Regions from separate parts of the Mus musculus genome. Here all the other regions are linked to region 1. The links are chromatin contacts, called in public ChIA-PET, Hi-C, HiChIP or PLAC-seq and promoter capture Hi-C maps. All regions are on one chromosome and are shown on one strand. The core of a region is the stretch at or near the end of the contact, and the rest is flanking DNA. Distances in the headings are between cores, read along the strand shown. Region 1 holds the start of Rufy2 (RUN and FYVE domain-containing 2). Region 2 holds the start of Srgn (serglycin). Region 3 holds the start of Dnajc12 (DnaJ heat shock protein family (Hsp40) member C12). Region 4 holds the start of Ddx50 (DExD box helicase 50). Region 5 overlaps Herc4 (hect domain and RLD 4).

Region 1 (4,934 bases), core at 633-3,132:
GCCGGGCCATAGCATTGTCCAGCATATTTTAACACAAGGGGGTTGAGCAAGGACTTAAAACATTGGTGACTGGGCCTTATCAGGGTCACCTGGTTTCAAGGTCCTTGATTCAGATTTGCAGTCAGGTCTCCCCCTGGACTCTGGTCTGGAATTCAGAATGATAAGGGAACAAAGGAGTGGGCAAGCTGCATGCAGTCAGGTAGTTCACCCCCAGCAATGCTTGCATGCCTTGTTTTAGATAAGGCAACCCCCCCTTTACTGGATAACAGACAAACATGAAACCCCTGAAGAAGCAGAATAAGTGTTGGGTCTGGGGCCTGGGACCATGAACTCAGTTTTGACTCTGCCAGCAGAATGGACGTTGGTCCCGAGACAGCTGGATTCAGGCAACTATCTCTTAACATTCTAAACCAGAGTGTTGAGTTAACATTGTGACTTGCATCTGTCTACCCACTTTTGGTGGTTTAAGTTTTTGAGATGGGTTTATTAGCTCCGGAATCAAGATCTGCTTGCTTTTGCCTGAAGGGTGGATCCCGGGGTTATAGGTATATGACAGGCAGCACACCCAGGTGCCTGTTGCAAGTTTTATCTATGGCAAGTTGAAAGGCAGGAGGAAGCATTCATGTGTGTGTGTGTGCCTGTGCATTTTTTAAAAGACAGCCCTGTATAACCCAGGCTGGCCTTGAAATCTCGAATGTCTGGGAGAATGATCTTGAACTGTGTTGTACAGGACTGAGTCAAAACTACCACTGTTTTCAGCAAACTGGCCTACATCTGCTTGCAAAAGATCACAGCTGGGCAAGTTGACTTGAATTCCCTCATAGGAGGGCAGGGAGGGAGGGTCATGGGACCTTCACAGGAACAACCAGTCTTTCTCTTGCAAGCTGTTGTATGCAATTCTACCCTAACTGCAAATGGCCTTAGGGAGGAACTAACATATAGGAAGGGAGGGGCTAGTGGAGGGGTGACTATCTGCAGCCAGGAAGGAGTCATCATTCCTAGAGGGATTTCGAAGTCCTCCCCAGTATCCCCCATAACTCACTGCTTCTTCAGCGGGAACGGTGTTAATCATTTTTGGTGTGTCCTCAGAATTTTGGAAGCATTTGGTAGACGTTGTTTACACCTCACTAAGGAAAGGATTTTTTTTTTTTTTTTAAGCAACAAACACTCTAGGTCTTTCCTCCAACTCCTAAGAGTTGGTATTTTCTAGGTCCACCATACCCGCTTACAAAGTATCACATTTTGTTACATGGAACTGGGGTCTTGTGTCTTTCCTCCAACTCCTAAGAGTTGGTATTTTCTAGGTCCACCATACCCACTTACAAAGTATCACATTTTGTTACATGCAACAGGGGTTTTGTAGCTATCCTTAGACGACCTGGCACTTGTTAGGTAGCTCAGAGTAACCTCAAGGTCCTAGCAGTCCTCCTGCGTCCACTCCTGTTGAGTGCTGGGGTTAGCAGCTGGATTTAGTGTCTTCCTTTGAGACTAGGCGAGCTTCAAATCCATTATGTAAGTGAGCCTGGTCTTCAACTACGGATCCATCTAACTCCCATCTCTCAAATGCTGGCATTACAAGCCGCCGGCTCTGCTAATTGTGTGAGGTTTTCTAAAATCTGTCGGCTAGCTCCGAGTCGGCCGGTGTGTTCCTTAAACCCATCCAGCCTGCAAGGATGAAACCTTGACAGGTAGCTTGAGGCCCGCATCTACATCCTCCCTTGGCGCTGTGCCCCAGGTCCCCGTCACGCCTCTTTCTCTGACGCTGTCAGGGTTGGTCAAATGGGGGTTGGGGTGGGGGTGGGGGTGATCGGCGGGGACCAGCTTCACGCGGCCGTGGCGTCCTCCCGCCGCCAGGGGCGCTGTGGCAGCGCCGAGCCGGGCCAGACGCGGTGGCCGCCGCGCGCCTGCGGGGAGCTGCTGACCCGCTCCGCGAGCCCGTGTCCCGCACGCACCGCCGCCATGGGTAAGGGCAGCAGCCGGGGTCACCATCCTTCGCTTGGGTCACGCAGTCACCCGGGAACCGGGGGCTCCCGGGGTCTCCATGGCAACGTCCGCCCGCCCGCATCCCTGCGCCCCGCCCGCCCTGGGGCCTGGCGGCTGGGGTCGGCGGACGGGCGGGGACCAGGGCGTCCAGGGACAGGGATGGCTTCCCAGTCACGCGGATGCAGGGCGGAAGGCTGGGGAGGGGAGCGGTGTAGTGCCAGGAGCGCGCTCCGCGGGGCCCCCTTGCAGGCTGGGGGCGCAGAGGGAGCGGGGCCGCCTCTAGGGACTGCCGAGGAGCCCCACCTGCGGTCGCTGCTGCACAGCCGCTGTCCTAGGCTCCTCCGGTGCAGGTTACAGGTTGTGATGAACACTCTTAAAAAGAGAATTCTGCCGATTATTAAACGTCAGGTGGTTTCACTTCGGGAGCGGGGGTGGACGGAGGGAATCACACCTCGACGGAGAGTGGAGGAAAAGATGTGGCCATATCCTTCATCACCCAGCCGGGCTGTTTCAGATTGCGGAGGAAGTCAGCCTAAGAGAGCTGGGATGCAAACCATAGCCAAGTGCCAGAGCAAGGGGACTCTTGTTTTGTTATTCGAAACGGGTTCTCACTGCATAGTCCTGGCTGTCCAGGAGCTAGCTATGTAGACCAGGCTGGACTCGAACTCAGAGATTCCCTCCTGCCTCTGCCTCCCAAATTCTGGAATTAAAGTGTGTCGCACCACGCCCAGCTGTTTTGTTTTGTTTTGAGTGGGCCACTAAATTGTGAACGCACTGACCACCTGGGTTTGTCATTTACTTGAAGGTTGTTTTTGAGACAGGTCTCTCTATATAGCATTGGCTGCCTCAGAACACTCTGTTTAGACCAGGCTGGACCCAAGAATCACAGACGCTGGGACTACAGAAACAGCTACATGGCAGAGTTCTCTGGAGATTAATAAATGTTAGGTTTGGTTTTCACATCTCTTTTGCTATCTTCGCAGAAAAATATTTGTGCCACTCGGCAGTGTTTAGAGTGTTGGGGGAACAGCTGGTTTAAAAAAAATTATTTTTATTTTTAATGAGTGTGTACCTGAGTGTAGGGGCCTCCAGAGGCGTCGGGTCTCCCTGGAGTTGGAGTTAAGCGCTTACCACAGGTATGGGGAATTAACCTCTTTCCAGCCCGTACTAGAATTTTTTTCTTTCCTTTTTTTTTTTTTTTTTCTTTTCTTTTGACCTGGGAGTTGTGTTTTTTTCGAGACAGGGTCTTACTGTGTAACCCTGGCCGGCCTGGAACCAATCTCCTAGTTGCTTAGGTCAAAGGCACAGAAGACTACCTTGGGTTTGTCAAAATATTTTGATTTTTTTTTTTTTTTTCTGTTGTTGTTGTTTTCCCTGTGATGTTTGTTCTGGGAGATTCTGGAATCTGATAACTTTACCTTTTATTTTGTTGCTAGTGTATTTTGATTTTTTTTTTTTTTGAGACAGTTTTAATATGTGGGCCTGGCTGTCCTCACTCTGTAGACTAGACTAGCCTCTAACTCAAGTGCTAGGATTAAAGATGCAAGCCACCACTGCCTGATTTTGAAATAAAGGTGTGTATGTGTGTGTGTGTGTGTTGACCTCAGAGGTCAAAAGAGGGCATTTGGCCACCTGGTGCTAGAGTTACAAGTAGGTGTGAACCATCTTAGTGGATGCTGGGAACCAAATTTTGGCTTTTTGGAAGAACAGCAAATGCTCTTAATGACTGAGCCATTTCTTTAGCCTCTTATTCTTGCTTGGAAATCATTAGACCTAGACCATGCCTGCTACCCACCATTTGCAAAATCCTCAAACATGTGGCTTGTACTTGCAAGCTTATCTTTACTGAAAGCCATTTTACCTTAAGATGTGTGTAGTAGGTAGGCACAGTGGGCCGTGGCTAGTGATTGTGTGCGTGCGTGTGTGTGCTCGAGCACGCAGTAGGTAGACACAAATGTGCTGTGCCTGATAAATGACGGTCAGAGACATTCTCTCCGGCTTGTGGGTTCTGGATGGAGCTCAAGTGGTCCGTCCCGCACATCCTCTCTAAGCAATCTCACCAGCCAGAAAATAAAGCTTATTATTCTCTGTGTGGAGTCTTGAGGATAGTTCATAAGCATGGCCACAGTGGGCGTGGATGGTGCTTTGCTGTGGCTTGTGAGAGAGAAGAAAGAGGCCGTGTTGTGGCAACCTGGCCTGAGGAGCTATCCGGCTGCCAAGCACGGGAGAGCAGACTTCCACGGGGAAGGACAGATCTGTGGATTCGCCACTGTTGTCTTGTCCTGGGGATGATGTTGGGCTTTCTTGCATTTTTTCAGCTACAAAGGACCCCACAGCCGTGGAGAGAGCCAACCTGTTAAACATGGCTAAACTGAGTATCAAAGGGCTCATCGAGTCTGCCCTGAGCTTCGGCCGCACGCTGGACTCTGACTACCCTCCTCTGCAGCAGTTCTTCGTGGTCATGGAACATTGTCTGAAACACGGCCTGAAAGGTATGACGAGACCCCCAAATCAGTCGGCCTTCCGCTCCCTTGCTTCTCACCCTTGATGTCCTTGGAGAAATAGTTTTTTTTTTTTTAAAGATTTATTTATTTATTATATGTAAGTACACTGTAGTTGAATTCAGATACACCAGAAGAGGGCATCAGATCTCATTACGGGTGGTTGTGAGCCACCATGTGGTTGCTGGGATTTGAACTTCGGACCTTCAGAAGAGCAGTCAGGTGCCCTTACCCACTGAGCCATCTCACCAGCCCCGGAGAAATAGTTTTAAGGCCATAGTTGCCGTCATTATTTTTGCATTTTATTTTGTTTTATTTATTTATTTTTTTAAGATTTATTTACTTATGAGTACACTGTCTCTGTCTTCAGACACACCAGAAGAGGGCATCAAATCCCATTACAGATGGCTGTGAGCCACCATGTGGGTGCTGGGAATTGAACTCAGGACC
Region 2 (4,934 bases), core at 1,340-3,839, 470 kb before region 1:
GAAAACTACAGACACACCAGTCCTTAAACATCTTTGTAAAGATAAGGCGAGAGCTGGGCTTGTGGTTGAGTTGGTAAACTGGTGTAGCATGCAACCAAAACCTAGGATTGGTTCCCAGCACTCCACAAAGTGGGCATGGTAGCACACATACTTAAGTTCAAAGCCACCCTCAGCTCATAATGAATTCAAGGGGCTGGGCACCGACTTGCTCTTCCAGAGCTCAATTCCCAGCAATCTCTGGGTGACTCACAAACATCTGTAATGAGATCCGATGCTCTCTCTTGTCATGTACCATGTATATGCACACAGAACACTCATACATAAATAATTTTTAAAAAATGAGCTCAAGGCTATCCTGGGGTAAGCGATTTGACAGAGAGGGTATGGTATCTAATCACTCGTGGCAGGACACAAGTGGTAAGACACATAGTGTCATTGCTGTAGCCGCTTAATCACTAACTCGTGGCCAAACACCCACATTCATGTTCAGAGATGAGCAAAGTCGTTAAGCCAAGAACCCCTTGGAAACACCCTAGATTTTTGGCTCATTCATTGTCTCCTTTCTTTGCTTCTGTTCCCAACTAAGAGCTAAGTCAACCATGACATAAAAGATAAAAGACAGCCTTTCCTCCCCTACCTCTCCCCCCCCCATGCTTTTTTTTTTTTTTTTTTTTTTTTTTTTTTTTTTTTTGAGATAAGATCTCACTAGTAGCACAGGCTATCCTGGAACTCTCGAAGACTGGGCTGGCCTTAAACTCACAGTCCCTCCTGCCTCTGCACCTTGAGTGCCTTAGAAGCCACCCAGCCCGACTCCTTCCTAATTTCTGGCTCGTGATGAAATAGACAAGGTTTTGTTTTTAGTCTAGTTTGATGTTTCTGGGAACTTTTGCAACTGAAAGGCTTACATGCACGCCTCTGGTAGAGAGACACCCAGAGCCAGGTGTCACAAATGCGGAATTCACAGCTGTCCATCTTGCCAGAGCACGTGGCTACCGGGGACTATTTCATGAAGCCAAAGGTTTTTCCCTGAAAGATCCGCATGAACTTGAATTCTGAGTCAAAGGGAAAAGTGTGGCTCTAGCTGTGTAGCAGAGCCCCGGACATGCATGAGGCCCTGGGTGTAGGCGCCAATATCACAAAGCTACATAAATAGAAGTGAGCCTTAGCAAGGTCACTTCCTGTTTTCCGATGACGACGTTAGCATAGCCCCATGAAAATAAGTTTCTAAACTTCCACTATGCAAGGAATTTCTGAAGTAACCTGTGAGATGTCATTTCGACCGGAAGTAAGAACGCTACAGCTAGGAGTCACTTCGAAGAAACTCCAGGACACGTATGTCGCTGTGACTCAACATTTCCTTTATGTTTTTCAACCATAAACTCGGCAACTTATTTATCAGGCCATGACCTTCTGCCTCATTTAGACATAGTTCCCTAAATATTAAGGCGAATAAAGTGTGCTTCTTTGTAGTTGTTGTTTGTTTGTTTGTTCTACAAACATTCCATCTTCTTAGAAAAAGTTTGAGGTTGAGTCAGCATGACTGAACAGCTGTAAAAGACAGTCAAATTTACAGACAGGTTTTCAAACGAAAACCTGTTTTCTGGACGAGAGCACAAATGCTAACACTCCTCAGGCTGTTTCTAAAATATTGTTTTAGAGTTAGCATTTTGCCTAGCCAAAATTGAATGTTTGGTAAGAGCCGAGCTTAAGAAGAAAGTAAAAATAGCTACATTTACCCCAATTAAAAAAAAAAAAAAAAAAAAAGCCGGGCAGTGGTGGCGCACACCTTTAATCCCAGCACTTGGGAAACAGAGGCAGGTGGATTTCGGAGTTCGAGGCCAGCCTGGTCTACAGAGTGAGTTCCAGGACAGCCAGGGCTACACAGAGAAACCCTGTCTCAGAAAATCACACACACACAAAAGCCTCTTTCATTGTTAAAATAACAGCGCCATCAGATTCCGTTCTTTGGAACCCAGCATGGAGACATACACCTGTTATCCCAGCACTCGGGAAGTAGAAGTTCCAGGTCCTCTTCAGCTGTATAGCAAGTTGAAGACCATCTTACGCTACATGAGACCTTATATCAAAATGGAGTTCATGCAGACAACTCAGTGATAGGATGCTATTCTAGAAAATTCCATGATGCCACCATCTCAGTAGATCAGTTGGGTAATTTTCCATTTATTTCTTGAATGCTTTAAATGAATAAACCACACATCTTTACCCAAAAAAATAAGAACACTTTTCAGTCATCCTGACAGGTTTTAAGGCCACCACTTACCTTAGAGTTTAATTAATTATTATTATTTTTTAGACCAAACTCAAGTAAACTCACACGAGGTTGTTGAGGCACCTGAAATCCTTCCTTACCTCCCCTCCCACAATAGGACACCCTGCACCTTCAGATGAAGACAATTACTTGTGCATATGCTGATGCCTTCAGAGCAGAGAATTAAAGATCCTGGGTCTCTTACCTTGCACTGAAGATCCCCAAACCAGGACGAAGGCGAGAGCCAGGACAAGCCTGCTGCCGACGGGAACCTGCATCCTGACCAGCTCGGCTCCACTCAGCCTCTGGATTAGCAAATGTAGCAGGGTGCTCTTTCTGTCCCTTTTAGAAAGAGGTTCCAAAACCTCAGACCCTGCCCAAGAACACACGTCACAGTTTCCTGAACAAATAGAAAGAGATCCACATCAACACCCAGAAAGAAGAAGAAAGTTGAAAAAAACAACAACTGTTCATACCCATGATGAAACTCCACCGGACTCCCCCTAGGCGTTTGCTGTGTGGTTATTATTTTTTCTTTTTCCAAAAAGCTCTGCCATCTGTCATTTGCATGTTTAAAAAAAAAGTTTTCCCCATCAAAAAGTCGAATCAGCACTTTCTTCCCCCTCCCTTCCTTCAGGTAACAATCTAAACAGACAGGAGGACTCAGCTGTTCCAGAACTGAGCTCGGCTCATCCACAGCGCACATCAAAGAGAAGCTGGGCGCGCACAGAGTCAGGCACAAGCAGGGAACATTCCGAGCCGAGCTGGGTTCTCAGCCCCCAGGATGAGCGGTCTCCGTTAACGTCCAGAGTCTGCTAGAATTCCTGGCTTTCCCTCTAGCTCACAAACAGGTGAGGAATATATATATATATAAAATCAGCTGCTCCCCAGGGATTGAGACCATGCATGTTTGCATCTTTTTTTCCTGTTTTTTTTTGTTTGTTTGTTTGTTTACTTCGAAAAAAAATTTTTCTTTCTGGTCTTGAGTAAGGCAAAAATCAGGAACAAGGAGGGCAGGTCCCCCCCTCAGAGGGCCGTGGAATGTGAAAACAGAGACACAGATGCTGCCGTTCATAAAGGACTAGCCGTTCCCTGGCCTCGAAGATTGCGGGGCTTTGGGGGTGCGGGTGCGGGAATGGCCACTCTGTGCTAGCCTCACAGTAAGGGTGGTTTTACGCTGTATCTGTAGCGAGACAGCTTTCTCTGCCTTTGCTCTGAGGGCTCAACCATTCTCCACTTCAGGGTGTCCGTTCCTCGGCTGCTCAGATGCCTGCCCCTTGGCCATCCTTTGATGGGTGGGAGGAGTTTCCTTCCCCTTGTTCTGGGCTTCCTGCTGATTCCTTAAGGTTTCCTGATAAGGACAGACTTTAGAATCTCATAGCTCAGGAGCCCTGATAGAGAAAATGAAGCCCTCCTTAGAAACTTCTCCTCAGAAGCCCCCTCAGAGCCTGGAAACCCTCAACTGTAGCAACCGAGGCGCACAGAGACCCAGCGCACACCGTGTGGAGTTTTAGTATCTGTTGGGATTTCTCTCCTCTGCCTTTGGTCCCTTTTCATGATAAGCTTCAATTAAAGCCCTGATAACAAAACGAAAGATCATGTTAACAGCTTCAGGAAGTTTCTCACGACACCTTCAAGGCAATTAGAAGTAGAGATGGATAATTTAGTCACCTTCACACAACCTACAATCACGTGGGAAGGGAGTCTCAGGGACGGAGATAGCCCGGATCAGGATGGCTATGGACAGGCCTAAGGGGGATTGTCTTGGTTATTTGGTGTGGGAAGATCCAGCCCATAGTAGGCAGCGTGATGCCCTCCCTGGTTTAGGGATCCGGATGGCAGCAAGCTGAGAGAAAACCAGCAATCATTTGTTCCTCTCTGCTTTGGATTGTGCAATCAGCTGCTTCAAGTTCAAGCCGCCTTGACTTCCTTGCAATGATGCACTGTTCTCGTAACCTGGAAGCGTGAGCTAAAATGTGACCCTGAGCCCTTTCTTCCCTAAGCTGCCTTTTGTAGGGTAGTTTATCACAGTGACAGAAACAAAACCCAAACAACCAAAACTAGTACCTGAAAGTGATCACTGGGAGATTTTTCTCACTCGGGGACTTTTTTTTTTTTTTTTTGCTGCTGCTGAGTCATGGGGATTTTTTTTTATTTACTTCCTTATATATTTTTATTTATTGAGGCAGGGTTTCACGTATCCCCAGCTGGCTTTGAACCTGTTGTGTAGGCCAAAGATGACCCTGGGCTCCCGAGTCTCTCTCTAGTCCTCTCTTCTCACACTCTGGGGTGAGTGGCCAGACCTGTTCTAGAACTCAGGTGCTCTAAACCATACTCCAGAGACAGATGAGCGATGAGAAGAAAATCAGACTGGTGTGTGAAAGGGAAGTCTTCTAGTAATTATTGAGTAGGCGTATCTGCCAAACGCTCTCAGGCAGATTGGCTTTACAGTCCGCAGCTGGGGAGGGCACTCGTTGGATCCTTGCTGTCTCTCAGGAATAATTTCACAGTCATCAAAAATATTGGAAATAAATCTCTTAGGGGAAGTATCAGACTTTTGAAGCTTCAGGGAAACTGACTCTGAAAAGAAGTGTTTAAAAACTGGCCTTGGGAGGATGGAGAAATGGCTCAGGTGTTAAGAGGACTGGCTACTCTTCCAGAGGAC
Region 3 (4,934 bases), core at 1,616-4,115, 410 kb after region 1:
CCCCAGTGCTAGTATTAAAGTATGGGCCACCTAGCTTCTTCTCATATTTTGAGATAGCCTCACGATGAGATGAACTTGGAGTGCACGGCTTTGGCTAGGCTGGCAAGCCATCAAGCTCCAGGGATCTGCCTGTCTCAGTACTGAGGTTAGAGACAGTTAATGGCATGGGCAATGTTATCACAGACTCTAGAATCACCAGAAAGATGTGTCTTTGGGCATGGGGGATTATCTTAATTAAATTAATTGAGGTGGGAAAACCTACCTGCCTGCTTGCTGTGGTAGCTAACACCTTGGGAGGACCCCGGACTGAATAAATGGAGAACAGGAGCTAAGAAGTACCATGTGTGGGCTGGAGAGATGGCTCAGAGGTTAGGTGTACCAACTGCTCTCCCAAAGGACCCAGGTTCAATTCCCAACACCCACATGGCGGATCAAAATTGTCCGTAACTCCAAGATCTGACACCTTCGCACAACATCCATGCAGGCGAAACACCAATGCACATAAAATAAAAAATGAATAAATTAAAAGGTTTATTTAAAAAAAATACAAATTGACAGAGATCCACCTGCCTCTGCCTCTTGAAAGCTGGGGTTAAAGGCATGCACCACCATGCCATGTATATAAATATATAATATATAAAAGTTATATATAAATTATATGTAACATAACATATATTTATAATATATATTAGCTCTCCTGTATCCTAGGCTGTTCTCAAACCTGGGATAAGATTAGATAATAGGTTTGTACCATCATACTTGGATGCTTAATCTGTTTATATTTAATTTGTATCAGTTTTTGATTTTGTTTTTTAATTTTTGAGACAGGTTTCTCTGTGTAGCCCTGGCTGTCCTGTAACTCACTTTGTAGACCAGGCTGGCCTCAAACTCAGAAATCCACCTGTCTCTGCCTCCCAAGAATTTGTATCAGTTTTAATTATGTGGCAGTGTGTGTGTACACCTTAGTGCAGATGTCCTTGGAAGCCGGGAGGTGTCGGATCTCCTGGAGCTGGAATTAGCGAGGTGCTGGGCACTGGAAACTGAACTGAAGCTCTCTGGAAGTGCAGCAAGTGCTTCTCACCGCTAGCCATCTCTTCAGTCCCTGATTTCTGAATCAATGATCTCAGGGTGCCACATGCCTTTAATCCCAGCACTTGGGAAGCAGAGGCAGGAGGGTTTCTGAGTTCGAGGCCAGCCTGGTCTACAGAGTGAGTTCTACAGAGAGTAGCCAGGGCTACACCCCGTCTCGAAGAAACCAAAACCAAAAACAGAATTAATGATCTCTTCTCAGTCTCCTCTCCTTGTCCCTTCCCACTTCCCCTGTTCTCCCTCCCCGTCCCCCTCCCCTCTCTCCTCCCCTTCTCTCCCCTCTCTCCCTTCCCTTCTCCTCCCTTCCCCTCTTCCCCTCCCCTTCCCTTTCTCCTTTCCCTAGGGCCTGGCTGGTGGCAGTCAAAAATGCTGGCCACCGGGCTACATCTACAACCGCCCCAAATTACATGCTATTTTAGACACTTGGAAAAGTATCTTTCTAATTGACCAAATCTTAAAAACTTGCTTCACATTTTCTTCTGTCTCTTAAAAAAATAGGTTAAAAAAAAAACTATCCAAGTAACAGAGGTACAATAAATTAGTAACAGTTTTACACTAAATTGTCAAAACTGACTTCCGATTAGCTAATAGGAAAAAAAAAAATCACCATGTCAATACTCAAACTCCACCGAGGCACATAGGACCTCACAGAGACTGTGAGAGCACACACAGGCCTGTCCGTGTTCAAGCCAGATGAGGTCCCAGCACTGAGAGGGGAAGTAGAGATGGCCTCCCATCCCTAACCAACAAGCCATCTTCAGTTGATATCATCAAGGAAAAAGTAGTTCTCTGTAGCGGGGTCTCACTGGGTATATTAGGCACACTTAAGGGTGGGCTCCGTGCCCAGCAGGAAACGGGTAACACAGAACAAACTCAATGGTATTTTTTAAAAAAGATTTATTTATTTATTATATGTAAGTACACTGTAGCTGTATTCAGACACACCAGAAGAGGGCATCAGATCTCATTATGGATGGTTATGAGCCACCATGTGGTTGCTGACAATGGTATTTTTTAAAGCCTTTTTGTTTTATATTGCATAAAAAAAAATTACTGGCCTTCTGCTGGTATGTTATGGTTTCCCAGTTTGTGTTTTTAATTTTTTTTAAAGATTAATTCATTCATTTTATATATGTGAGTACACTGTAGCTGTCTTCAGACACATCAGAAGAGGGAGGGCATCAGATCCCATTACAGATGGTTGTGAGCCACCATGTGGTTGCTGGGAATTGAACTCAGGACCTTTGGAAGAGTAGTCAGTGCTCTTAACCGCTGAGCCATGTCTCCAGCCCGTGTTTTTAATTTTATAGATTTTGTTTGCATGTGTTTCTTCCATTATTTTTCTCTAAATTCTTTTATTTTAGTTTTTAAAATTTGTTTTCTAACGAGAGAAGGGGGAAAAAAAAAGGCGAGATGTTGGGTGAGTGAAGGAGAGGGGAGGATCTGGGAGGAGTTGGGACCGGGGAACCATAATCAGAATATATATTGTATGAAACAAATTTTTTCAATGAAAGCAAAAAGTAAAGAGCAAACCAAACCAAACCAAAACAACATCAACGACAAACAATAGCATCACCAGCAGCAGCAGCAGCAGCAGCAGCAGCAGCAGCAGCAGCAGCAGCAGCAGCAGCAGCAACAACAACAACAACAACAACAACAACAACAACAAAACACAACAGCAACAAAAAACCCAACAGCAACAACAAACCCCAAACTACAGATCCCAGCAGCCCCGCATGGCAGGCTCGATCCTGGGCAAACAGCCAATGAGAAGCTGTGTTTGCAAAGGGCTGGCTTGACGTCTGGGTGCTCGCTGGTTTGGAAAGTCCTGCTGAAATGTAAAGAGCTTTGCTGTCGCCCCGGAGCTCACAGTGTCGGTGGCGTCGGAGAGGACTGACTCATCCGCTGTAAATGGACGCGATACTGAACTACAGGCCGGAGGGCAGCGAGGACTACTACGCCTTGCTGGGATGCGATGAGCTCTCCTCGGTAAGCAGGGTTGCAGGTTCTCACCAGGTCGCCTTTGAGATCAGCCACGTCTCCTGGAACTCCAACCTCGTACCATTTGGAAGGAGTTTCGGCTCGGAGAAAGTGAAGGATTAAAATGCTTGCTGGTTAATTTGAGGAAAGGACTCCGAACTTCAAAGTATTAGCTGGGAGAGGGACCACATACAGTTTTTATTTATTTAGAGCAGCGGTTCTCAACCTGTGGGTTGCTACGGACTTGGGGTCGCATATCAGATATCCTGCACATCAAATATTTTTAATTACAATTCATAAACGCAGCAAAATTACAGTTATGAAGTAGCAACGAAATAATTTTATGGTTGGGGGTTACCGCAACGTGAGGAACTGTACTAAAGAGTCGCAGCATTAGGAAGGTTGAGAGCCACTGCCTAAGTAAAGGCTGCGATTTAGAGCTCAGGAGGCGGGGCCCCCTGTCTGTAGTCTCCTCGTTCAGAGAAAGTCTCATGGATTTTATAGTACCATTATAACCTCAAATGGTATTAAATACCATTATAATTTCAAATCAAATCAAGTTAGATGTCATATCTGGTGGGAGATTTTTCTTTTAAAGAAAGTAATGCTTCCCTTAGACATCATATACTTGAGACAAATGTGTTATTCTTTTTTTTTTCGAGACAGGGTTTGTCTGTATAGCCCTGGCTGTTCTGGAACTCACTTTATAGACCAGGCTGGCCTCGAACTCAGGAATCCGCCTGCCTCTGCCTCCCGAGTGCTGGGATTAAAGGCGTGAGCCACCACGCCCAGCCAAATGTGTTATTCTTTTAAAGACTTATTATTTTTGTTTTATGTGCATGCATGCATGCCTGTATGTATATATGTATGTGCATTTGGGTTCTATTTGGCTGAGTAGGGATACTTACTCTGTCATATAGCCTGCATTACTTTTTTGTTTGTTTTGTTTTGTTTTTGTTTTTGAGACAGAGTTGGCTTGGAACTCACCATCTCAGCATGTAGATCAAGTTGGCCATGGTTCACAGACATAACTTGCCTCTGCCTCATAGGTGATGGGATTAAAGGCATGTGCCACCATGCTTAGCCACAAAGCCAATTTTTTTTTAAACATCGATAGTTATAATTAGTTTAAAGAAATATCCTACTACACATACATTTTTATTTAAAAATTATGTTTTATTCGTTGAACCTTTGTATGTTGGGTTGGACCAGATCTTTGGTTCAAGAGTCACTTAAGACACCAAGATGGATGACCTGTGTACTGTAATTCTAAGGGCCGATCCCCCAAATAAAACAAACAAAACCAACCCCCCAAAACTATGCTTACTGCAGTCCCTTTTGCATGACAGTTCCTTAGTTCTTACTCTGAATTAAGCCTTGCTTTGGCTTCATTGAGGCTATGGTAGTCTGTTTCTCTAGATAAGCCACACACTGTGGAGCTAAATTCTTGTCTCATTTCAGATTTTCTCCGTAGACAAGTTTTTAGTATTAGAATTCTGGGTCAAAGACTAGAGATAGAGGTTTTTCATATATATACATATATATGTATATATACACACATATATGTTTTTCCACACATATATGGAAAAATATGTGTATATGTACATGTATATATGTACATTATATGTTTAACATATATGTACACTATATATTTCATATATTATATATGCACACATATATACATTATATATGCCACACACAAATATAATTATGTATTTCATATATAATGTATATTTCATTCACATTACATATGCCTGCAAATATATATTATATGTGTACTTGAATTCACTTTTAGAAATGTGTACCTACTTAATTAAGATTCAGGAGAGCATGGTGTTTGTGTCTTTGAACCTCCCTTCACCCTC
Region 4 (4,934 bases), core at 1,193-3,692, 330 kb before region 1:
TGCCTTTTAAAATGTTCTACATCATTTGATCTTAACTGCGCCAGCCCACAGCTCTCTAAAGTAGTAAGTCCTATAGAAAAACAAGCTCACAGTCAGGCATGCAGTTTGGATTGCTTCAGGGCCCTGCACTTTAGGGAGAAGATAGAGCAAGCATGTCAGTGTAACACGTCTATGTCCAAACCCTGTAACATCCTAGAGTGCTAAGTACTAACATTACTCCCTCTGGAGCTCAAGCCCAACAGCCTCCTGTTTGCTGAGCTCTGTTCATCTCCTTATCTCTTAGCTCTCAACCTTCTTTAGTGTTTCCTTCTCCTTACCCTTCCGTGGAAGCTCAAGTCTGTGTCAACACACACTTCCAGACTCTCTTGGCTACTTTCATTCCTTTTCTAAGAACACAAATTCCCTATCTCAATATATCCAAACTAGAATTATTTTCATTGAATGCCAGACTTAGCCTAATATTCTATTTCTGCTATTTGGTATTCCATTCCATTTCCAAATGTCTACTTCTTTTTCATGAAGGGCAATCAATAAGTATATTATTTCTGGAGAATTTACAATATGAAAGCTACCAATATATAAAAACATAGTGAAATGTAAGGATGCACAAAGATATAATAACTTTCCTCAAGAATCTTTGGAAACTATTTCAAGATTTTATATATATATATATATATATATATATATATATATATATATATATATATATATATATATAAGCTAACTTTACAAGGAGCACATAAAACTGCCAATCACAAGATAACAGTAGAACAAGCCTTCGAAGGCAAATGAGGTAATGTTTTTATCTCATACTATACAAGTATGGTTAGAAAGAAACATTACCTAGACCATGTCAGAAGCAGGATTTAGGTATGCAAGGTTATTCAAGACAAACTAAATTAAATATAAAACTAAAATAACGGCTTGAGGTTACATTTATAGTCTACCCTAGAAGCCTACAGTAGTAAAATTCAAAGGGGCAAAGAGCTTTGGCTTGGGAAGATGAAAAGGTTCTAGAGATCACGGTGGTCGTGACAGCACAATTCTATTATAATGACATCAAGTCACACGCTTAAAATGGTATAAAAAAAATAAACCTTGAGCCATGGTCGAATTTAAACCCCAGCACTGAAAAATGGAACTCTCAAATGTAAATTCCAAATTTAGTACGTTCTACAAAAACAGAAAAACGAGAGTTGGGAATAGAGCTCAACGCTGGGCATTTGTCGGGCATAGTGGTGGCCTCACTTCAATGCCCACTGGGAAGGTGACATAAAAGGGTGGCTAGAATTTAAAATTTACCTTCGTGGTAGGTCCTAGGGGGTGTTTCCTCATCTCTAGCACTCTACAGAGTAAATATTTTATCAAGTGTCATCTTTCCCACAGTCATTTTCATCCTCATTCAGCTTTCTTTCTCCAGGTCAAATGTCTCCAGTAAAAATTTTACCTCTGCATTTTTTCTTAACACCATAAGATCCTCTATTTTTCGGGTTCTTTCTTTCTTTCTTTCTTTCTTTCTTTCTTTCTTTCTTTCTTAATGTCTTGGACGGAGGTGGGGATAGAACCTCTACAGGCTCCTGGTGGGCAGGGACTATTCTGCATACTTAATTAGTTTTATCTCCTCGGTCCTCAGCTAAGAGTCTGGCACGATTAGCCTCAATAAAAACCACAGTGGATTGAAAATACTGACAGTAAGGGCTATTCGTAATACAACCCCCACGAACTCCATCACAGCCAACCCCTGGCAAGCCTGGCTTTGACACTGTTCCTTAAGCCTCTATTACCCAATCATGGAGGATTGTAACCCCCTAGGATAGCTTTTCCCGAGACTGCTGCAGACACGACACCGCGACCGGGAGGCAACACATAGGCAAAGCCATCATCATCTCTGTCTCAACTCTTCGAAGGCCCCGGAAAACCAAATGAAGGGACTCGCCGCCTAAGAAAGGGAACACGAGCAGATTCCACGGCGATGGGAGCTCAAGTCTGCCCATCTCTCGGGAGAGATCCGGGCGCAGAGGCCGACGTGGGGCTGAAGTACCACGGAAGCCGGGCCGTTCTCCTCCAGGTCCGGGAGTGCGGCGATGGGGAATGGTCCCTGGGACCTCGGAGGGCTGAGCTCGGCGAAGGGGAAGCTGTCCCTCGGAAACTCGCCCCCGGTCCTGACAGGTCTTTCCCCTTCCTAGACAGCTCCCCTCCCCGCCCAGGCCAGCGCAGCCCGAGGGAGGCGCGGCCCAGCCGCAGCACACCTTTTGCCGCTCCTTCCTCTGGCTCTCGGACTCTTCCAAGGGTGCCTCGAGCTCCATTATGTCTCCCCAGAGGAGTTTCCCGGGCATTACTGGCCGTCGCAACCTCCCGCCCGGCTGCGGTGGCCGCGACCACCTACGGCCACCGAGAGCGTGAAAGGAAGCGGGGGCTGGGCGGCCCCGCCGGCCAGGACCGTGCGTCACTTCCGGGCCACGCACCTCGCGGCGGGAGCAAAGCAAGCCGGAACTCTACAGGAGGAAACTCTCCCAGAGAGTCGCAGCCTCCCTCGGCCAATGAAAACCTGAGTGGCCCCGATGGGCCCGCCCACGGTCTGAAGTGACAGGCTTCTCCAGAGCACGGGCCAATCTCCAGGAAGGACGCTCGCCTCCCCTGGCGCGGCACGCAGAATTCCAAGTGTTCCCCTCCCCCCGCTCGGAACGCCTCCCTTCCCAGCATGCCCTGCAACGCTCGCGCAGCCCCCTCGCAGGCGGCGGGGAGCGAGGGGCTGACGCGCGACGCAGCGGCTCGTGGGCAAGCACGAGCTGAGGCCGGCGGGAGCGCCACGCGCCGTACAGCCATTCGCCGCCGGAAACTGCAGCCCTCCGCCCCGCCCCCGCCCCGCCCCGCCCCCCGCAGTGGGTGGAGCGTTAGCCTGTAACGGTACCTGGGCATTGACGTCGAGGCTTCCCGGGGTCAGCAGAATCTGCAGGGGTCTGAAGCCGAGGGGCCGCCTCAAGGATATTAGCTCCTTATGCAGGCGTTAAGTTATGGCTTCACTTTTAGTTCTCACGTATCCCAGAAGAAACCAAACCCACCCGAGAAGCGAATTTATTTGTCCAAACTCAGTAGCGCTTGTAAGACTTGAAAAGTGATCGGAATCCGCGATGGGCACAGCGCTCTCACAGCTGTAATTTCCCAGAGTTGCAAGGCGAATGCTCGCTCCTATGAAACAGAATAGGGAAAAATCTAAAGGATAAGAAAAGCAAGTCCAATGTGTCTGACAGATGACCTGCTTGTAATACGTACATTTAATCTTAAGGTTCAGGATTAACTGCCTCTGAGGTACAAATTTATATGAAAGATATCAGTGTCAGCGAATTGACTTCTTGGTCTTTATGTATATTCACAAAGATTGGGCTCGATCCCCTGTACCTCACAGACCAGGCAAGCCTACTACCAATTGAACAACAATCCCAGTCCTCAAACCTTGTTTATCATGTTCTCTTTATTCAGTCAATCAGCTATTACATTCCTGAGGGAAGATGACACCAAACCTAGATGTAGGTACAGGGCATTCTTGCAAACTACATAATGTCTAGTGTAGCAGTCTTGTAATCTGAGCCTCAAACACAGGCCTTAAAAAAATTACAGCTACACGTCCTGAGTTCTATGATTAGACTTAAATAACCGGGACCACAATATTTTAAATTTGTGATAGCTTCCAGAATTCTATGAAAATAAGGACTGGCTTAACATCAATGACTTTGTCTGAATGTAGTCTTATGGATTCAGTTTTATAACACCAGGTGTGTTCAAGGAATGATGGTGAAAAAGGCTTTTCCCACAAGTTGGATGAATAGTTATGGGTCTCTACATCTAAATCTTTACAAATCTAAATCTCAATAGCTTTTCTAAATTCTTTTTCCTCTTAGCTACACCCAGTTCTACAGCAATACACTATGCCCCTACAACGGAATATGCTATGCATAGGAACAGTTAATAAGGTGAAGAATGCCACACACATGGGTATAAAGGGAGCAGATGCTGTCTTGTGGCTGAAAATCACTCAAATGAAGTGCATTTTTACCTTCTTAGGATCCTATTTTTGGCATTTTTTTTCTCATACCAAACCTCACAGCAAACCTGAAAAGGACTAGATTCTATTAGTCATTCAAGTGACTGCTTCCCAAATTGTGACACCTTCGGCGCCAACAAATGTGGCCTTTCTAAGTCCTAATGGCCTGAACTAATTCTCTTATCAAGTGGGGAAGGAGATTGGAGATCTACACATGAGTAACTTGCCCAAGGAGTGAAGGACTTGGTCGATATTAGCTTAATTGATCAGGAAACATGGGAACAGGAACTATAATTTTAATTTAAAACTCAAAAGATTTATGTCTGATCGTGAGATTTGGAACCAAGGGGAATTAAAACAACATATCATTTATTTTTCTCACTGCTGGGACAAAATACCTGAGAAGAGACTTAAGCGTTTTATTTTGGGTCATTTTGGCTTATAGCTGGAGGCTAGAGTCCATCGGGGTAGGCAAGATGTGGCAATAGGCGTACAAGGCAGCTGGTCATATTTCATCTGCTAGAAAAAGAAAAATGAACAATGGTGCTCACCTACCCTCTTTTATTTAGTCTGGCGGTTGGGGTTGGTCTTCCCACTTGAATTAACCAGATAAAGGTGCTCCCTCACAGACTGCCAGAGGCTTTCTTCTCAGATGATTCTAGATCAGGTCCAGTTGGCCACCATCATGGACATTGATTCAAAATATAATCGCCAATATAATCGCCAATATAATCACCAATTCATGGGATCAAGTGAACACCCTGCTCCAGCCTCCCTAGTACCTGTAACTACAAGCACAGACCATGGTGCCTAGTTTCAAATACAACAATCAGAACATCTTTCTTTCCCAAATATTTACTTAGTTTAGAGTTTTACCATCTTAGCCCTAGCT
Region 5 (4,934 bases), core at 1,589-4,088, 290 kb after region 1:
TCTTTTTAAGTGTTTTCTCAGCATATCTTTTTATACTTGTATATTCTGATTATTGGTTTTAACCTGAAGTTTTGATAATTGGCCGTGACTGAAAGAGACAGCATGCCCTGAAAAGTCAGCAGACAACTAGCCAGTGAGTTGCACATGAGTAGCACGTAAGATCCACTTGTTCCACAGAGGGAATTAAGTCTGCTCTCTTTTCTTTTCTAGAAATATTAAAAGTCTTTCGGATATCCAGATAGTACAGGTTGCGTGTGGTTACTATCATTCGCTTGCACTTTCTAAAGGTAAGCACTTGTCCCTTTCTAACTAATTACTTCTTGGTACTCTGAACAAAAGGCCGCTGGGTTTTCTTTTACAAGATTTGTCCTGATTTCATTTCCATGTATTTTAAATCAGCTGTTAGTTTCTATGTTTACAAAGCTGCTGAAATATTTGTTGAGCTTATGGTGTCTATAAATCAGTATTAGGGTAATCTTTACAGTGTTAAGTTTTCCAACACATGAACATGATACTTCTGCATGTACTCTGTTTCTCTTACTAGGCTTTTTTCCTTTGTTTATTCAAGACCGGGTCTTATATATCAATACGGCTATCCTTGAACCCACTATGTAGACCATGCTGGACTTGAATTCACAAAGATCTTCCTGCCTCTGCCTCCCAAGTGCTGGGACTAAAGAAGCACACCATTACACCTGGCATTAGTGTTTTCTTTTATCTGCAAATACCTTATATGCCTTTATTATATTTTTTACTAGGTATTTAACTTTTTTGTGCATTATGTAATTTTTTTAACCATATAGGCTTGAAATTGGGTTATTACTTAATTACTAAATATTTAGAAGCAATAACTTATTCATATGCCAGTTGAACATTAGAGAATGAATTAGAGAATCTTCCATGGTTTTTGCCTTATCATTTAAAACTTGGGGGCTGGAGAGATGGCTCAATGGTTAAGAGTAGCAACTGTTCTTCCAGAGGTCCTGAGTTCAATTCCCAGCAACCACAAGGTGGCTCACAATCATCTGTAATGGGATTTGACGCCCTCTTCTGGTATGTTTGAAGATAGCTATAGTGTACTCAGAAATAAAATGATTAAATAAATCTAAAAAAGAAGAAGAAAAAGAAAATCTAGGGAGAAAGGGGAGATAAATTTGAAGAGGAGGAATGGCCCAGTGGGTTTATGACTACCCCGCCCTTCCAGAGGACCTGAGTTCAGTTCCCAGCACCCATATCAGGTAGCTCACAAGCATCTGAATTCCAGCTCTAGGAGATCTAAGGACTTTGTAAGCATGTACACTCACAGAGACATGTACACATGAATAAAAACACATAATTAAAAATAAAAAGATAAATTCAGCCTGGCATGGTGGTACATACCTATAATCTCAGCACTTGGGAAGCTAAAACAGGAAGCTTTCTACATGGTCCATGTCAGCCTAGGCTATCTCAGAAATAAAAAAATACATTCTGGTGTCTGTTACTATTTTAGTAAATGTCTCGTGGGGTCCACTGTGAACAAAACATTAGGTTTAGCTCTATAAAAACTGATAAATTAAGAAAGTTTTCTATCTGGAGCTGATTTTTCTTTCTTGCATTTTATAGCTTTAGGTAGTGTCTTAGTTAGGGTTTTACTGCTATGAACAAACACCATGACCAAGGCAAGTCTTCTAAAGAACAACATTTAATTGGGGCTGGCTTACAGGTTCAGAGGTTCAGTCCATTATCATCAGGGTGAGAGCATGGCAGTATCCAGGCAGGCATGGCGCAGGAGGAGCTGAGAGTTCTATGTCTTCATCCAAAGGCTGCTAGTGGAAGACTTGACTTCCAGGCAACTAGGGTGAGGATATTATACTCACACCCACAGTGACACACCCATTCCAACAAGGCCACACCTTCAGATGGTGCCACTCCCTGGTCCAAGGATATACAAACCATCACAGGTAGTATAATGAGAAACGTAACTCTGAGTATTTAGTGTGAGTTCACTAAACTGTGCACACCTGAGTGTGTAGTGTGCAGTGAGTGAGAAGCTATGACCACTGGCCCTCACAGCATCACACAAAGAACATAAATAGTTATGTACGGTGAGAGGGGCTGGAGAGGAAAAAGTTGGTTTCTATAACGTTTAGTGGGAATGAGATTTAATCTGGTATGTCCAAGAGTGAAGACCAGACTTGAGCTGAACAAAACTCAAATTAGGTGCTCAGGGCGGTGAGAGCAGCGGGCTGAGTGCTGAGGATGATGAGTGTGGCTGGAGGGTCGAGATCAAGGAAGTGTAAACAACCCCCCACAGGCCCTCCTAAGGAGCCTGTCCTAAGAGCAGTGAGAAACCATGCAACGGTTTTACTCTGTAGCCCAGGCTGTCTTTAAACAAGGAGCAATCTCTCTCTCTCTCTCTCTCTCTCTCTCTCTCTCTCTCTCGCTCAAAGATTTTTTTAAAGGGTTAATTTTTTTTCAAAGATTTATTTATTATTATATCTAAGTACACTGTAGCTGTCTTCAGATGCACCAGAAGAGGGCGCTAGATCTCGTTACAGATGGTTGTGAGCCACCATGTGGTTGCTGGGATTTGAACTCAGGACCTTCAGAGGAGCAGTCAGCGCTCTTAACCACTGAGCCATCTCTCCAGCTCCATCTCTTCTCTTTTTTTTAATTTAAATTTTTTTGTTGTTTGTTTTTCTAGACAGGGTTTCTCTGTGTGGCCCTAGCTGTCCTGGAACTCAGTCTGTAGGTCAGGCTGACCTTGAATTTAGAGATCCACCTGCCTCTGCCTCAATTTTAGTCAGAAGTGCTGCCCAGCTAAAAGCAGTCTGTTTCCCTCTCTCAAGGGTTGGGATTGTAGGCATTAGCCACCACACCTGGCTGCAGTTTGCTTCTTATGCAAATACAGACATGCTTGAAGAAGAGTCAGAGACTTAATATTTTAAGGGTTAGATGGAAGTTTACTTTAAAATTTCTTAATTGTTTGTGTATAGATTTGGATCCAAAGGACAGCCTTGGGAGTTATTCCTCTGAAGCCATCTATATCTTTTTTTTGTTTTGTTTTGTGACAATCTGTCACTGCCCTGGAGCTCACCAAATGAGTGCTGACTAGCCAGTGAGCCTGAGGGGGGGGGGGGGGGGAGGAGACTGGCTCTGGCTCCTCCTCTTCCTCCTCCTCCTCCTTCCCCTCCTCCTCTTCCTCCTCTTCTCTCCTGCTCCCCAGTGGGTGAGATTGCAGAGCAGGCCACTGTTCCTGTTCCACCTGGCCCTGTCCTGGGGACTGTGAACTTTTAAATTTGCTTGTTTAAATAGATTATTGCTAGTTATTTTAACAAAAACCATCTGAAGTTGCTGGCAGATGAATCAGAACTAACAAGTAGTAGAGAAAATGATGAAAGGAAATAAGAAGGATGCTAAAACAGATCTATTTACCAGAAAGAGAAAAACAAACAAACAAACAAACAAACCCAAACCTGTAACATAGTAATCCTTCGTAGATTTGGAGTTGTTGATGTCTGAGAAGGAACGACATCCCGGGTATCTGACCTCTGCTGGTGAAGGGCAACGCGGGGAGGAGAGCCCTGAGGATTGGCAATGGGGTGGAAGCCATATTCAGTCTGGGCACAGTGAGTTAGAAGTGGCTCTGGAACATCCTTGTGTAGGTGTCAGATAAGTAGTGGGTTGCAGGGTGTTTCTTAGTTTAGATTTGCATATGCTGATAGCTGAAGCCTTGAGATTAGAAGAGTACCTCTTGGGGAAAGCTTAGAGAGTAAGAGAGATGAAGAATGTTAGAGAGTCCTCTGTTGTAGGGCATAAGGAAATGAGTGTATTCCTAGCTTGTATGACTGGTTACCAGTGTGTTGCTGAAACTTAACCAGTTTCATAAGACATAGTCTCTAAGTAGTAGTATGTTTTCATATAAAAAAACCAAACTTCTTCGTTCAGTAAGTATGTATTTTCATCTAATGAGAGAATGTCTCAAAAGGGTAGTTGATCTTCAAATGATACTGTGTGTGTGTAAAATAATTTTATGATTTTTGTCTTACAGCAAGTGAAGTTTTCTGTTGGGGACAGAATAAATATGGCCAGCTGGGTCTAGGCATTGATTGTCAAAAGCAAACTTCACCACAGCTGATTAAGTCTTTGCTTGGAATACCATTCATGCAAGTCGCAGCAGGAGGAGCCCATAGTTTTGTACTCACCCTTTCCGGAGCTATCTTTGGATGGGGACGTAACAAATTTGGTCAGCTAGGTCTTAATGATGAAAATGGTAGGTGTGCTTTATAGTTAAGCATATTTTTAAAAGATGATCTTCTGAGATAAATGAGTGATTCTTAGAGCATTGGAGAAATGTATACCCAAACATTCCCAGGACTAATAGTGGTGGACCTGAGGATGTTAGTTTAACATTTTAATGTGTTTGGGAGGATCCTGGGAAGGCTGAAAATTAGCATGTAATAAATTGGAAAGTTTGTTGGGACCTGGAGATATCGCTCAGTGGAAAAGCTCACGCCTAGTACGCACAAGGCCCTGGGTTTAATCCCCAGCACCTTTTCCCCACAAAAAAAAGAAGGAAAATATTCTTGAGATCACTTGTACTGCTATTATATGTAGGTCCATGGTAGACTGCTTGCCTACTACACGGGACTGTGGGGTTAATCCCCAGCACTGAAAGAAAAGCAAGGCTGTGCTGTTTATGTCTTCATTGTTGGATGCCATTAAGAGACAGTGTATAAATACTGAGTTAAGTTGGTAACCAGTGTTGCTCCAGGATTGGCCACCATTAATGGAAAGAAGCTATACAATTAATTAGCCAAGAAGCTACGTCTAAAGTTTCCTTTTAGAACATATGTGCAGTAGCTTAGCCTGGTACTGAAAAATTTTTGCTCTGGGAAAGTAACATGACATATTTAGTTGATATTATTGTTTCAAGTTGGATTTATATGATC

Evidence for each region. A called contact is a pair of places that touch in the nucleus more often than the background predicts. ChIA-PET counts read pairs in DNA pulled down with a chosen protein or histone mark. HiChIP or PLAC-seq counts read pairs in DNA pulled down with a chosen protein or histone mark. Capture Hi-C pulls out chosen DNA fragments and counts their contacts.
Region 2: a contact with region 1 is called in an RNA polymerase II ChIA-PET map of memory CD8 T cells, with 67 read pairs. The contact joins the promoter of Srgn here to the promoter of Rufy2 in region 1. A contact is called at or near these places in 1 of 39 promoter capture datasets (cranial neural crest) and 2 of 115 datasets of contacts at active chromatin or transcription factors (effector CD8 T cells and memory CD8 T cells).
Region 3: a contact with region 1 is called in a promoter capture Hi-C map of adipose tissue, with 4 times the contacts expected there. The contact joins the promoter of Dnajc12 here to the promoter of Rufy2 in region 1. A contact is called at or near these places in 16 of 39 promoter capture datasets (the C10 cell line, the HPC-7 cell line, HPC-7-derived erythroid cells and 11 more), 2 of 15 datasets of contacts at CTCF or cohesin (embryonic stem cells and large pre-B cells), 15 of 484 Hi-C or Micro-C datasets (the 63-12 cell line, CD4 T cells, CD8 T cells and 6 more), 12 of 115 datasets of contacts at active chromatin or transcription factors (effector CD8 T cells, embryonic midbrain, embryonic stem cells and 6 more) and 3 of 9 other capture datasets (adipose tissue, liver and pancreatic islet).
Region 4: an H3K27ac HiChIP or PLAC-seq map of extraembryonic endoderm stem cells shows a contact between it and region 1, with 5 times the contacts expected there. The contact joins the promoter of Ddx50 here to the promoter of Rufy2 in region 1. A contact is called at or near these places in 6 of 39 promoter capture datasets (the C10 cell line, the HPC-7 cell line, cranial neural crest and 3 more), 2 of 484 Hi-C or Micro-C datasets (CD4 T cells and hematopoietic stem and progenitor cells), 9 of 115 datasets of contacts at active chromatin or transcription factors (the NIH/3T3 cell line, bone marrow-derived macrophages, effector CD8 T cells and 6 more) and 2 of 9 other capture datasets (adipose tissue and liver).
Region 5: a Hi-C map of fetal liver shows a contact between it and region 1, with 6 times the contacts expected there. The contact joins the enhancer-like site here to the promoter of Rufy2 in region 1. A contact is called at or near these places in 7 of 39 promoter capture datasets (the 3T3-L1 cell line, cranial neural crest, liver and 4 more), 4 of 484 Hi-C or Micro-C datasets (embryonic stem cells, fetal liver and regulatory T cells), 2 of 115 datasets of contacts at active chromatin or transcription factors (large pre-B cells and stem cell-derived neural progenitor cells) and 2 of 9 other capture datasets (adipose tissue and embryonic stem cells).

Annotation. Positions count from the first base shown.
Region 1 is chr10:62,978,370-62,983,303 of GRCm38.p6, forward strand. Rufy2 (RUN and FYVE domain-containing 2) reads left to right here and starts at 1,883. Exons shown (of 18, transcript NM_027425.4): 1 at 1,883-1,963; 2 at 4,302-4,475. The coding sequence starts at 1,960.
Region 2 is chr10:62,505,168-62,510,101 of GRCm38.p6, forward strand. It overlaps Srgn (serglycin), which reads right to left and starts at 2,590. Exons shown (of 3, transcript NM_011157.3): 1 at 2,475-2,590. The coding sequence starts at 2,547. Gm51804 (a long non-coding RNA gene) reads left to right here and starts at 2,637. Exons shown (of 3, transcript XR_003949006.1): 1 at 2,637-2,787; 2 at 2,907-3,120.
Region 3 is chr10:63,383,698-63,388,631 of GRCm38.p6, forward strand. Dnajc12 (DnaJ heat shock protein family (Hsp40) member C12) reads left to right here and starts at 2,866. Exons shown (of 5, transcript NM_013888.3): 1 at 2,866-3,078. The coding sequence starts at 3,001.
Region 4 is chr10:62,648,776-62,653,709 of GRCm38.p6, forward strand. It overlaps Ddx50 (DExD box helicase 50), which reads right to left and starts at 2,443. Exons shown (of 15, transcript NM_053183.3): 1 at 2,250-2,443. The coding sequence starts at 2,336.
Region 5 is chr10:63,269,418-63,274,351 of GRCm38.p6, forward strand. It overlaps Herc4 (hect domain and RLD 4), which reads left to right. Exons shown (of 25, transcript NM_026101.4): 5 at 211-287; 6 at 4,034-4,255. It overlaps Gm51767 (a long non-coding RNA gene), which reads right to left. Exons shown (of 2, transcript XR_003948882.1): 2 at 3,392-4,934. Among named protein-coding and RNA genes, the nearest start is that of Gm51767, 5.4 kb to the right of the region's middle. Within about 2 kb of position 2,839, at least 13 of the 459 cell types and tissues checked have an H3K27ac peak or open chromatin away from gene starts, as enhancers often do. A contact at or near this core is called in embryonic stem cells and fetal liver, where this site is marked.